Linked DNA regions of Zea mays: regions 1 and 3 are each linked to region 2. Evidence: chromatin contacts called from public Hi-C data. All regions are on one chromosome and are shown on one strand. The core of a region is the stretch at or near the end of the contact, and the rest is flanking DNA. Distances in the headings are between cores, read along the strand shown. Region 1 holds the start of LOC103646787. Region 2 holds the start of LOC103648828 (ABC transporter C family member 4). Region 3 overlaps LOC100281050 (cystathionin beta synthase protein).

The links. A called contact is a pair of places that touch in the nucleus more often than the background predicts.
Region 1: a contact with region 2 is called in a Hi-C map of leaf mesophyll, with 1.9 times the contacts expected there. The contact joins the promoter of LOC103646787 here to the promoter of LOC103648828 in region 2. A contact is called at or near these places in 7 of 25 Hi-C or Micro-C datasets (bundle sheath, ear, leaf and 3 more).
Region 3: a Hi-C map of ear shows a contact between it and region 2, with 3 times the contacts expected there. The contact joins the enhancer-like site here to the promoter of LOC103648828 in region 2. A contact is called at or near these places in 3 of 25 Hi-C or Micro-C datasets (ear, leaf and tassel).

The regions. Positions count from the first base shown.
Region 1 is chr2:106,145,124-106,148,020 of Zm-B73-REFERENCE-NAM-5.0, forward strand. It overlaps LOC103646787, which reads left to right and starts at 1,647. Exons shown (of 4, transcript NM_001319750.1): 1 at 1,647-2,132; 2 at 2,884-2,897. The coding sequence starts at 1,647.
Region 2 is chr2:106,457,081-106,459,780 of Zm-B73-REFERENCE-NAM-5.0, forward strand. It overlaps LOC103648828 (ABC transporter C family member 4), which reads left to right and starts at 1,429. Exons shown (of 12, transcript XM_020548375.1): 1 at 1,429-1,621; 2 at 1,689-2,700. The coding sequence starts at 1,763.
Region 3 is chr2:105,992,259-105,994,958 of Zm-B73-REFERENCE-NAM-5.0, forward strand. LOC100281050 (cystathionin beta synthase protein) reads right to left here. Exons shown (of 7, transcript NM_001153969.3): 7 at 2,583-2,700. Among protein-coding and RNA genes, the nearest start is that of LOC100281050, 9.8 kb to the right of the region's middle. Within about 2 kb of position 1,358, at least 20 of the 20 cell types and tissues checked have an H3K27ac peak or open chromatin away from gene starts, as enhancers often do. A contact at or near this core is called in ear, leaf and tassel, where this site is marked.

The DNA of each region.
Region 1 (2,897 bases), core at 397-2,896, 310 kb before region 2:
TTTTTCGCTTTTTCGAAGAGGCGTTAATAGTCGTAAGAATTTTGGCGCTTGTTGTCGGAGGAGCATTAGTAACCATAAAGGATTTTCGTCGCTTGATTTCAACGTGAATCATTAGTAGGGTTTTTCCTTTTTTTAAAGATGGCATTAATAGTCGTTGGGTTTTTGTCGCTAGGTGTCGGAGGAGTGTTAGTAGCCGTACGGGGGTTTTGCCGTTTGATTTTAAAGCGAAGTGTTACTAGGGTTTTTGCCGTTTGATTTTAATGTGAAGCGTTACTAGGGTTTTTTGCTTTTTCAAAGATGCGTTAATAGTCGTAAGGATTTTGTCATTTGATGTCGAAGGAGCATTAGTAACCATAAGAGTTTTTAGTTGTTCAATTAGTAGGGCTGATTTTTCCTTTTTCCAAAGAGGTGTTAATTGTCGTAAGGATTTTGTCGTTTGCTGTCGGAGAGCGTTCATAACTATAAATGGTTTTAGCTGTTCGGTTTTAAAATGAAATGTTAGTAGGGTTTTTTGTTTTTTAAGAGACGTTAACAACATTAAAGATTTTGCCGCTTGTTGTCGAAGGAGCATTAGTAACCATAATAAAAGGTTTGAGCCGTTTGATTTTAAAGTGAATCGTTAGTAGGTTTTTTTTTCGTTTTTTCTGAAGACGCGCGTTAATAGTCGTAAGGATTTTGTCGCTTGTTGTCGAAGAGCATTCGCAACCGTGAAAGGTTCGCCGCTTAAGTTTTGAAGTGGCATTAGAAACCATAGAGAAGTTTGTCATTTGCCGTCGGAAAAAAATATTGGGTGGTACTCATAGGACATTTTATTTGCTTATTATCGTAGCGTTCTTTCGGTATTATAACGTGTTTGGTTTGCCACAAGTTATAGTGAGCCTTCTCTTCAATTCACACAAGGAAGCTCGGTAGTAGTACGATTTTTGTATCGAGGAAGACAAAAATTTATGACGTTTTGCCGAAGCGTCTTGTATTTTTGTCGCACGCATTGTAGGTGGCGACACTACACTACGTACGCACACGGAATAGGAGCATGGATGGATACGGAGAGCGGTGCAACGGCGGCAAGGTACAAAAGCAGATGATGGAAGCTGCGCGCGGCATGCCGCCGGGGGTGAAAGAAAGCCTGCGACTGCGCGACGGCACGCATCGTCCAAAGGCCGCGCCGCGCAGGCCGTCATACGGCGCACGCACGCACCACCGGTGGAGTGGAGAGAGATGGAATGGAAGGCAACGCAGCCGCGGCTTTTGGGGGCTGCCAGTTTGTGTGCGGCGTCTCAAGCGGGACCACGCGCCCCCTGCACCTCCCCGGCCACGTGTCGCGCGCAGTCCACGTCGCGCGTACGTGGGTCCCGCCGCACAGAACCCGCTGCTCTTCCGTCCACGCGACCCGAGCTCGCACACCACCCACGCGGACGCGGACGCCGAGGGGGAAGCGGAGCGAGAAGAATAAGACCCCGTCTCTCTCTCTCTCTTGAGTCTTCTCCTCCACCCCGCCGGCCCCTCCACCACCTCGATCTCATCCGATGCCCTAGCTAGGCGAGCTTCGCATGGATTCACCTGCGGCTGCGTCGCCTTCGCTGCTCCGGGACGACTCGTGCCGCCGCCGCTCTCCGTCCACCGCGTGACCGCACCACCGCCCGCTGATGACCAGCGCCGGCGTCAACGTACCGGGCGACGACGGGGTCGGGAACCCGGCCGCCGCGTCCGGGTCCGCCTCCGCCCCAGAATGCCGGACGATGCAGCGCAGGCGGCGGCGCCTCGAGCCACAAGGATCCGGCGACGCCGCCGCGGGGCCGAGCTGGGTGCGCCGGCTCCGCCCGGCCGCCTCCCGGTTCTCGCCGTCGCCGTCGCAGGGCTCTGCGGACAGGCCCAACGACGAGGAGCAGGAAGAGGATGACCCGGACGTGCAGGAGATGGAGCTCGTCCCGCTCCCGCCGGCGGGGCCGCAGGAGCTCCAGCCTGCCGACGTCCCCGCGCAGGTGTGGCCCGTGGCGTTCGGCTCCCTGTCCATGGCGGGGCGGATGCGCATGATGGAGGACACCATCTCGCTCCACCCGGACCTGTGCACCTGGGCCGACGGCTCGCCCGTGCACTTCTTCGCGGTCTTCGACGGCCACGGCGGCTCCCATGTACGTGATCCGAACATTTCATGACCATCTATCAGTATCACTTGGCAGCAGATTTTTTTTACCTAATTACTCCCAGTAGATAGTAGATGTTATACTTTTACCTATATATATTCTACATCATATCACTTGGCTACTTTTATAGTGTTTTGTCTCTCTATATATTGTTGAACTCCTGCTGCTACTGTGATTTATTTGTCTGTTTGCATCATCATGTAACAAGAAAGGTACTAGGCCAAGAAAGGAAGAGTAAGGGCATGAATGCGTGCCGAAGAAAGGCTGCCACAGCTAGCTTCCTCGTCTCCTCAGCACCACGTTTGGCTTTGGCTACTATAGCAGCAGTCACTGCTTTCTTTCTGCTGTTAGCTAGTACCAAGTGTCCAGCTGGCCACATTCTAGTGAGAACGTATCTTGTGCGCAAGGAGCGTTGGTGCTCCCATGAGCAAAATCAATCCAGACCACATCCTCCACATCCAACGGTGTTGTGTCAGGGGGTTTTGTAAAATGTTCTTTGCAACTCTGTACATTTTACAAAAACCCCCCTGACGCAGCACCGTTGGATGTGGAGGGTGTGGTCTGGATTGATTTTGCTCATGGGAGCAGCAGAGCTCCTTGCTCATAAGATACGTTCTCCATTCTAGTTCCTTCTAAATCCGACATGCATGCATCCACGTTTCTCTACCTCGTTTAATTGTCTTTTTATTTATTTGCATGAGACAGTATTATATATAATTAACAAGGGCTGTCCGATCAGGTGTCCGCGCTGTG
Region 2 (2,700 bases), core at 179-2,678:
TTCTGAAGGAACTAGCTTTGATTTTAGATTTTGTGCTGATTTTATGCTCTGAATTGATTTTTATGCTCCGATAAAGCTTTTTGTGCTCCGATGAGATTTGTTGCTACTGGCTAATGGTGTTGAGCCCTGTTTTTGCCTCTTATTGAGGGCTAGCCTTTTATTGCTTGGTCGTGTTGAGCCGTTGCCCATTTCTTTGGGGACCAAGTTTTGCTTACTCTAAATGACTTGTCTGGCTTTTATATGGCTTTTGGTCATTTGAGTGAGTTTCTCTTTTGTCTTCCTCTTTCTGTTTATATATGCTCATATGGTGGTTTTGACAATGCACTCATCAAGGGAGAGATTGCGAACATAAGGTTGACTTTGTACCTTGTGGTTCGGGTTGATGATGAGTGATTGTCAACGGATATAACTCTGGGGTAGTCAGTGGACTGACAAAAGTGTGAGATTATGCTTGTGCAACCATGTCGGTCGGCTTGTGGTGTGTAGGTGTGGAGCAAAGGGACTGTGGTCGACGACTGAGGTGAAGGTCATGCAGGCTCGTGCTGATGGATAAGGAGCGGTGAAGGGCGAGTGCTGGTTCTTGACTGACGGGTGACCAGCCGCGGTGGTTGACACCTAGGACACAGACTTGCGCGAGGAAGTGGTGGAGTGGACCGCGCTGCCGGCGTGGTCGAGGACTGACGGGACATGCGTCTGGTCGTGGAGTACGTGGACGAGGTGCGGTGCTCACGACAGGTTTGGTGGTTTAGGCCTCAAATCACCCAGCGCTACGTATGCGCGAGTTTTGCTGAGTTTGAAATTCATGTTGTCTTGATTTTCAATATCTTCAGAGGATTGAAATTCAAACAGGCCGGTCTGACCCAAAATACAAATAGATCGGGTCTTTTCGGGCTTGGAACCGGCCGGCCCGACCGGCTCGAATGTATCCTATAGTTTCATAAGTGTGGATGCCTAACAGATTCGAACAATTCAGTTCCTTGGCTAAGCGTTGTTGGACTTGGAGTTGTATCAGCGCCAAACCAGTTCCTTGGTTGCTAAGATTAATTCTATTTGAATGTTTCTAATAAAAAAATGGAGTTGTTCGATTTAGAGAAAAGAAAGACAACGGTGGTGTCATTCCAACACCTACTACTACTAGATTTGACTTTTCTAAGCCGTTTCTTCTTTTAGACCAAAGGCACGCAAAAGGTCTTGCAAGTTTAAATACTGCCAGCGCCAAAAACAAAAAGAAGAAGAAATGATGCAATAAGTGGAAAATGTTGCAGTAGTCCGCGTCTCCGCGACGCTCACAGGCAGTAGTAGGCTTTATTCCTTCATTTTGTTTTTCAAATGCTTTCTGGATGAAAAGTGAACGTGGACGTGGTACTAGGATAGTTTACGCCGGCGGCGACTGCGGATTATCCTGGCATGGCGACTGCGGATTATCCTGACTGCGGGCATTTTAAAATTTTCAATATGCGCCGCCTAGCGTAGCTAGCTAGTGCCAAATTTTCTACTTCGATATCGTCGGCGCCCCTCGCCCCGTCCGCACCGGCGTTGGCGTTCACAGTCGCAGAGTATTCCGCGCCGCCGCGTTACGTTCCTTGACCAGTCGCCGTTCACCAACGCTCACTAGGACTAGGTAATTGCTTTCTTCTCCGCTTGCGGTGCTGCTATACTGACTACTGAGGTCCTGTCCTCTCCGACAGAACTTCGCCACGGCCTCCCGCCTCGTCGCACCCAAACCCAAATGTGAGGTACCACCACGGGCCACTTGCCAGTGATGGAGGCCCCACCCTCCGCCCTCCCGTGGTGGCTCGCCACCACTGCCTGCTCCGCGCCGCCGACGCCCGCCGCGTCCTCCGTCGCCGGCCGCCTCGCCTTCCTCTTCCTCTCCCCCTGCCTGCAGCGCGCGCTGCTCGCCGCGATCGACCTCCTATTCCTCGTCGTTGCGCTCGCCGTCATCCTACGCGCCCGCCTCGCCCGGAGCAACGATGGCCTGAGCCTCGGCCTCGACCACCGCGAGCGGGAGCCCCTCCTCGCCAAGCCGGCCACCACGGACCAGGCGCCGCCTCCCCTCCGCCGTAGCTGGAGCTTCCAGCACGGCCTAGCGCTCGCGACTTCCGCGGTCCAAGCGGCGGCCGCCCTTGTGCTTCTACTTCTCCTCGCGTTGCTGCGCCGCAGCGGGAGGACCACGGGGCTGCTTGCGGCGGAGTGCGCGTTCCTCGCCGCGCACGCCGTCGCGCACCTCGCGGCCGCATGGGTTGTCGCGGTGGAGAAGAACACGGCAGGGACGTCACCCGCGCGACTCCACCCACTCCACCTCAGGTTCTTCTGGCTCGCCACGGCCGCTTTCGCCGCGCTCTACGCCGGGTGCGCGGCTGCGCGGTACGCCGCCGCCGAGCCGCTCGTCCCCGATGACCCGCTTGCGTTCGCGTGGCTGGCTCTCTCGCTCCCGCTACTCTATTTCTCGGCCACCGGCTCCACCGGCCTCGTCGTCGATTCCAATGGTGGTGGTCGTGCCGCCGCCGCCACGGAGGAGACGTACGCCACGGCGTCGTGGTTCTCGCTAGCCACGTTCGGATGGATCAACCCGCTCATCGCCAAGGGCTCCAGAGCGACGCTCGCGGCCGACCAAGTCCCGCCCGTGGCGCCGCCCGACACCGCCGAGGCGGCGTACGTGCTCTTCACCTCCAACTGGCCCGCGCCGGCGCCAGGTTC
Region 3 (2,700 bases), core at 108-2,607, 460 kb before region 2:
GCTCCGCCAGAGAGGCAATGATGGCGCTCCACAAGCTCTATGACGACGGCGGCCCCCAGCTCTCTTACGAAAGCAGGACAACGTCAGTAGGGACTCGACCGCTCCAACAGCTGTCCCTCCATCAGGCTCCGTCGCACCTCCGACAGCCACGACATCACGCCAGCAGGGTGCCCAGATCTCTCCGGCTGCCACATTGGCATGTACCTAGGGCGCTAGCTCTCCCTCCGCTAGACACGTAGCACTCTGCTACATCCCCATTGTACACCTGGATCCTCTCCTTACGACTATAAAAGGAAGGACCAGGGCCTTCTCAGAGAAGGTTGGCCGCGCGGGACCGAGGACGGGACAGGCGCTCTCTTGGGGCCGCTCGCTTCCCTCACCCGCGTGGACGCTTGTAACCCCCCTACTGCAAGCGCACCTGACCTGGGCGCGGGACGAACACGAAGGCCGCGGGACTTCCACCTCTCTCACGCTCGGCTCCGGCCACCTCGCCTCTCCCCCCTTCGCGCTCGCCCACGCGCTCGACCCATCTGGGCTGGGGCACGCAGCACACTCACTCGTCGGCTTAGGGACCCCCCTGTCTCGAAACGCCGACAGACGCATACCTCCACATTCATGTTGGGGAAAATCATCCTTCTTCATCTTTGGTCGACATGGCCCTAATACAATATAGGCCCTTCTAACTGCATCTTGGATATTAATAGAATAGCTTGAGATTGGAGTCCTCAATCCAGGATCATGCTCAATGCCATAAATATCAATATCATCACTATCGTTATCCTCACTCGATGTTGTCCCATTCAAGTGCACTGATTCAAAATCATCATTGTCTTCAGCATCTACTATTATTGGAGGTTCAGGCTCAACTCTCTCTTGTTCTGCGGGTGTTGCATTACTAGTTTCGGTCTGTCCTTGAAATATCACCAATTGCATCTCTCTTTCATTGGAAGATGGAGCAACAATATCCTTCTTTTTTGCAGCAGCTCTTGCTAAAAAAGCTCTCAAATCAGTGGTACCACTGCTCTTCCTCTTCATTTTTAAATCTGCAAATAAATCACAATACACTCAATTCAATGACTATTTTAAAACAAATTAAGATACACTCAATTCACAAATTAGTGAAACCATTAAACGGTCAAACCACTAAACCAGAACCAAGTAATCTGCCAGCAACAAGCGTACCGCGTAGCCTCTAGCCTGGCAATCCTGCAGGCCAACTGTCCAAGCGCAACAAGCCAAAAGGCAAGCAGGCTGCAAGGTGCAAGCGGCCAAGTGCTAGTGCAGACAGGCACTACCGCTGTACCGCAACAAGCCAGCAGGCAAGCTGGCTGGCTGGCTACGGTTGGATCGCTGGGCGCAGGGGGCAGGGCGATGGAGCCTTCAGCCTTGCCTGGACGGTGGACGCAGCCACGCAGGACGCACTCACGGCCTCACGCACGGCAAGCGGAAGCGGCGTCGCGGCGATGGCGCCTGGCGGCTAGAGACGGGATTGAGCCGTCAGACAGGCAGGCAGACGCAGAGTGGCAAACCTAATGGGCCAGATGGGCCGAGCACGTTATGGAAGGAAGGAAGAACAAAGCCTAAAACGAATTTGGGTCTACATACTCAGTATTCTTGTAGTTTTCAATATTTCAGACTACATATATACAGCATATACATATATATATATATTTTTTTACCAAAAATAATGGGTATTCAGCTGAATACGCTTGTACCAAAGTGGGCCCGCCCCTGCCTACATATTACCGTCGCGTTTGCTAAAGTAGGACAAACAACCCAATGAGCAATAAAAAAGGGTTGGACTCCTTTTTAACTCTTACCTTTTTAGCCTTTTGGTTGAGATAAAGTGGAATATTTGTTTAAAATCTAATATGTGGAGCATAAATTAACTTTGATATTATTTTTTTATAGATAGTAAATATGATTGTAGTTGATAATAATATCAGTTTTAACCCGCACTGGTACGTCAGTTCTGAGTGGTGGTTCGGATTCACTTTTTTTTTGCGGTTGGACATTCCAAATCATACAAATGTACGTAGTCAAATAAAATTGACACCAATGCAACAAAAACAAAAAGAAGTGAGATGACAACCATACTTTCTATACTACATACCAAAAAATAATCCTGTTGACGGAGCACCATTGCCATCATTTGTTGAGTTTCTTGCGCCTAGTGAGGCTTCACATAATCACATCCACCCAAATGAATGTTGGATATTTATGTGAGCAGACTAATTTAAATTTGAACCTGTCTACTGTGCTGTGAGATGAAACGAGTTTCTGGACAAGGTTACGTTGAAATCATAATAGGGTATTTGGTTTGAGGATTGAGCTAGTCCATCATTTTCTCCTCACTTTTTTTGTTTGGTTTATGAAATGGAATGTGTTGATCCATCAACATCCAATTCCTCATAGTTAGTTACTTAGTACTAATATAAGGAATGAGGTCATCCACCAATTTTGAGGAATGGATCTATAATGCACCATCTCATTTTGAACGGAGTGATTCCTCGAACCAAACACCCCCTAATAGTTTACCCTCTAATAGTTTAGGGCAAGTCATCGTTTCCATCAATTCAAGGTTTTTATCGTATCACAAGCTCTTGATTCCATTATGCAAATCAATAAAAATGTTCATGGATACGATGAAAAACAGTGAATATGAACCTACACACTGCTACACTAGTATGCTACCTAGTA